Regions from separate parts of the Gossypium hirsutum genome. Here region 2 is linked to region 1. The links are chromatin contacts, called in public Hi-C maps. All regions are on one chromosome and are shown on one strand. The core of a region is the stretch at or near the end of the contact, and the rest is flanking DNA. Distances in the headings are between cores, read along the strand shown. Region 1 holds the start of LOC107963155 (adrenodoxin-like protein 1, mitochondrial). Region 2 holds the start of LOC107961624 (phosphoinositide phosphatase SAC3).

The links. A called contact is a pair of places that touch in the nucleus more often than the background predicts.
Region 2: a contact with region 1 is called in a Hi-C map of leaf, with 2.4 times the contacts expected there. The contact joins the promoter of LOC107961624 here to the promoter of LOC107963155 in region 1. A contact is called at or near these places in 8 of 34 Hi-C or Micro-C datasets (callus, leaf and petal).

What each region holds. Positions count from the first base shown.
Region 1 is chrA06:22,704,817-22,707,516 of Gossypium_hirsutum_v2.1, reverse strand. LOC107963155 (adrenodoxin-like protein 1, mitochondrial) reads left to right here and starts at 1,314. Exons shown (of 8, transcript XM_041115932.1): 1 at 1,314-1,819; 2 at 2,059-2,126.
Region 2 is chrA06:23,375,644-23,378,343 of Gossypium_hirsutum_v2.1, reverse strand. It overlaps LOC107961624 (phosphoinositide phosphatase SAC3), which reads left to right and starts at 1,367. Exons shown (of 16, transcript XM_016897676.2): 1 at 1,367-2,159; 2 at 2,333-2,537; 3 at 2,632-2,700. The coding sequence starts at 2,046.

The sequences.
Region 1 (2,700 bases), core at 65-2,564:
GTGCACGTGCAGCCCCCTATTTTATTTTATTTTTTAATTTTAAGTATAATAATTTTTTTACCTTTTAACTTATAAAAATTTTATTTTAGTCCTCAATTTAATTTTTTTATCTTTTTTAGTCTTAAAATTTATATTTTTTATCAAATAGCTCTAAAACAGATAAAAAATTAATTTTACTGACGTGAAATACAAGTAAATTACCACATAAATGACACAAAAGAATTTAATTAATTTTAAAATTTTAAAAAATATATATTAAAAATAATATTTTAAATAATTTTAATGATTTTTAATTTTAAAAATATTTTTATATAATTTTTAAATTTTTAAAAAATTAATTAAATATTGATATGTCGTCTATGTGTATTTCACGTCAGCAAAGTTAAATAATGTTAATTTTTCATTCATTTTAATATAATTTGACAAAAAAACACAAGTTTATAAGTAAAAGAAGCTTAAAAATTAAATAAAAGGTTAAAATAATTTTTTTATAAAATTAAAGGGCCAATAAATAATTATACCTTTATTTATTTTAGAATAAGCGACATCAACAATCATTTTCCTTTAGAAAACAACTTTACTTACACCGTCCAAGTATATATATATATATATATATATATATATTATTTATAAACTATAATATGCTTATTTTAAAATAGCCAAATCATCTTTCCGTTACAAAATTTATACTATTAATTGATTAATTATTTTATAATTTTTATGATTAGATAAAAAAAATAGAAAAAAAAATTAGCATAGATATGTGGCCTGAGATGTAGTTTACGTTTAATTATGATGTCTAAGGTGATGTATGATATATAAGAAAATAGAGTGATGTATAACTTAATAATTAAGTATTACTAAATTTAAATTATAATTTTTTTGACATATTGTTTAAAATTAAATAGTGAATGTAATTCGATTGTTTGATAAATATAAATTTTAAGTTATAAAAAATATTCTACATTTATCCTTAACTTTTAAATATTCCATTTTGTTTTAAACCAAATCAAAATTTAATAAAAATTAAAATAAATTATAAATAGCTATTATCTACTTATCTTTTTCACAGAAAAATTCTATTCAGTTATTTTTATTTTGTATTATCAAATATGTAAGAAATAAATCATTGAAAATATTATATTTCAATTGATTTAACTTTTTCAAAATAAGTATTAATTAAGAAGTTAGAACATGGTAAGCACGAGGGGATGTAGCTCAAATGGTAGAGCGCTAGCCTTGCATGAGAGAGGTACAGCGTTCGATCCCCCGCATCTCCACTGCAATAACATTTTATTTTCCTTTTCCTAGTGTCAAAGTTCCTTCAAACGGCGTCGTTCAATCTCTCATCTTCTACCCGGTAGTCTCTACGGCGCATATTATTCTAAAGAAACTTGTTCATCTAACCTCAGCCAACTGCCCTCGCCGGCGGCCACCATTTGCCTTCAAAACTAGTCAGAGTTTTCGTCTTAACGCGCATTAGAGATCACTGTCCCAGACCAAGTTCCAATTTCCTCTTCTCTCGTTACAAAAGGTCGCTTACTCACTTTTTTCGTTATGTCTTCTTTTCTGGAGATTTAAGTACTTGTCTATATCAATATGCAGCAGCTTAGATGAATACCCAGTTGAACTTTATTGATTAATTCGCTCTACATGCAAGTCCATTTAGACTTTGATGTGTTTGTTAAAGTTTGAAAAATTTTAGCTCTAAAGCCTTCCCCCCCTCCTCCTTAAATAGGGCCTGCTTTTCTATTTCGAGTTATGTTAATTTCTAGGCTTTGTAGAGTTGGATTTCGGGTTGCCAAGGAGCTATCAAGAGGTATACTTTTCTTTTCAATTTGACTTCATTTCTTATGGTTTGAATTTTAGTTTTATTATTTGCTATTGGCAATATTAATATTTAGAGATATTTCTAAATAAAAATGTGATACCCTTTTAGTTACTAAGTTGACAACTTGTTTTGATGATTGTGGTATAGTTTTTAGGCTCCTACAAATGCATGGTTTGTATGAAACTATCTTTTTGAGCAAGATATACACATTGCATTTTTTTTGACAGGTGGATATGCATATATGTCTAGATCAAGATATAAACAAAGGCATTGCAGTCATTACCAGTGGTCTACGGTTAGTGATGATTATTTTCTTATATTTCAATAAAAAATATATATATATATTTGGTAGTTGTTGACAATTGGCCAAGTTATCCTGCCGGTTATGACATGCTTGACCTGTAGGGAATATTGGACTGTGGAGTGTAAATGATGGAAAACATAGCAGTTTATCAGGATTAAAGTGGAAGTTTTAGTTGTGAACTCTAATGAGATTAGCTTCTTTCATGGTTAGCTAGTTATGATATCAGGAGAAGAAATGTGTTAACTATGCTAGTGAATGAGCAAATGATTTTGCTTTAGATAGTCTTGAACATATTCGTTGTTAACATAATGAAATTATTGTAGTTTTTGATGAGCTTATGATGACTTAGTGTAGATCAGTTTTCTTATGAAAGAACGGTCTCTTGTCTTGTCTACAGAAAGGAAATAGTATGGCATTGATTTTATTTTCTAAGGAGATGGAATGATTTGATTAACGTTGGTCATTGTGGCATTATTGGATTTGTCAAAGGGATAGCAAAATAGACTAATAGAGCTTAATCTTGGATGACAGTTACATTAGAAAATATGATTGAACTCAGACAAAC
Region 2 (2,700 bases), core at 118-2,617, 670 kb before region 1:
GTTATGCATAGATAATTTTTTAAATATTTAATATTTAAGTTTGAGTTTGTATAAATATTCTACAATTTTTTTCTAATTTAGTTTCGAATAAATTTTGATTATAATTTAGTTGTATTTTATATTAAGTTTATATTTATTTTAATGGATGGGATGTATATTATTAGTGATTGTATTCTTAGACTTCTTCAATAATAATAGTTAAAATAATAATAATACAAATTGACATAATGATAAATTTAGTTTTAATGTTTATAATATTTGTCAATTTGGTTCTTCTTATTATTTTAGCTTAATTTGTCGTTAACAATGTTAAAAATAGTTAAATTATATTTTTAACAAAAATACTAATTAAAATGTCAAATTTTTAACGATGTTAGCGTGATGGCCCACATGATAGTTTATGTGTACTTGACAGTCCAACAAATAATTTAAAAACAATAAACATATTCAATTTTTTAAAAATAAATTGTAAAATTTCAAAAAATTAGCATCAAGTACATGTGAATTGCTATACAGGCTTCCATGTTTAAAAATTAAAAATTTAAAGTTTTAATCAAGATTTTTGTTAAAAAAATATTCGACTCTCTTAAAAAGATTGATCATCAAATTCAACTTTTTATACAAGATTGAGGGCCAAATTGTTTTTTAAAAGTGGCAAAAAAATATAAAACTTAAGGGTGAAATTTATCAATTTTCCTTAAAATTCAAAATTTAACTATTTAATCAACTATTTCAATTTAACAATGGAAGTCTAATTGATATGATAGTAAAAAAAAAAATCCCTTAAATTAGATGAGTAAGTACTTTTATATTTCATATTCAAGATTCATTACTATCCATCCTTCTAACAATGTCATCTCTAATGTTCGAACTTAAATTTTTCCTTTAAAAGTGTAATGTGCCTTAGTATTACACCCAACCACTTGTTGATAACTTTAATTACTTTTTTCTAAAATATTATTCATAATTTTCTATTACTAAACATGACATAAGAATTACAATGCTAGTTAAACAAGTTCTAGAAAATTAGAATTTATTAAATAAGAAAAGAGAATGTAAGTAGTGTATTAGAATTTATTAAATAACAAAAGAGAATGTTAAGTAGTGTACAAACACACCACTAACTAGTGTTAAAAACCAAGATTCAAAATAAAGATGTTTACATTTCAAATTGAACATTGGATGCATGGGATTTAAAAAATACACATAATCGCAATCAAAACTGAAAAGACTAAATTTAAAATGTGTGAGAAGTAGAGGGAGTGAAAGCAAAAGTAGAGGGATGCACAAGGGTGGAAGAGGGAAATAATATAATTAATTAATTAGGCTTTTCTTGATGTAGTTTTAAACACGACATCATCATGATTAAGAGGAAATTAAAAAAAAAAAAAAAGGAAAAAGGAAACCCAGCTCCTACATCACTAATATTAACCTAGCAGCTACCTTTTCATCTAAAATAAAAATAAACTCTAAATCTCGATCTTCCCTTCTTTTATAAACTTCCAATTTTATTTTTAGCCCGCTGCACAGAAGAAAAAACGATAAGATTCCCGTTTTTATATGTTAAAATGATATATAAATACAATCTTGTTTAATTTTATTTTCGATCTCTGCAATTACGGCCCTGATTGGAGAAAGATCACAAATCATGTCGAATTTGGGGTAAATTCGGCGTTTGACATTTGGATGTGAAGGGGAAGATAATTGGAGTTAGGGATTAAGGAAAGGTCGGTCAAACGTCCTTAGCCAGGTCTCCTGAGTTTCCCGTTTTCTTGTTGCTTCTTTCGATTTCAAAAGAAGATGCTGTATTTGAAGCAGCCAAGCTCCATTATTTGCAAAGGAGGACCGATTGTGGTTTGGCAAGAATAAGGCAAATTTCCGTATTGAGGTATGGATTTTTCTCTCAACGTAAACCAAAGGTAAATAGCGAGAAAGTTCCATCGTTAGTGCATGCTCTTCTGATAAATTCCCTGAGCCTGGGGCTCGGGGGGGAGATCTGAACCTGAAATTGAAAAATAACAACGGTGAGGAAAAAGAAGCTTACCATGGAATCCTCCGCTGCAAAATATTGCTGCGATAACATTGACAATCATGAGAGCTCCTCCCAATCTCAAACTTCTACATGTATGCAGAAATTCAGACTCTACGAAACTCGATCGGTAATTTTTTCTTTCATTTCTGTTTTTTAATTTTTTTTATTGTTTATTTGTTTGCTTTGAGCTCATTGTGATATCTTTAATTTTCGTTGTTATCAACTTGATTTTGATGTAATTTTACTTAAGTAGATTTGTTTTGATGTTGAACTTATTTTTATTTTGGTGTTTGTGTACAGAACTTTTATATGATTGGAAGGGATAAGAGTAGAACTTATTGGAGAGTGTTAAAGATAGACCGGCTTGATCCTTCCGAGCTGAACATTCGGGAAGACTCTACCACGTATACAGAGAGTGAATGCTCTGAGTTGTTGAGGCGGATACATGAAGGAAATATATCCACCGGTGGATTGAGATTCGTTACAATTTGTTATGGCATTGTTGGTATGGATGTTGAAATTAGGTTATGGTTTTAGGAGACTATTAATTTTATTCAAATGTTGTTAATCTAATACGTAAAAATTGTTCCATGTTTTAGGGTTTATTAAATTTTTGGGGCCTTATTATATGCTGCTTATTACAAAAAGAAGGCAGATTGGCTCAATTC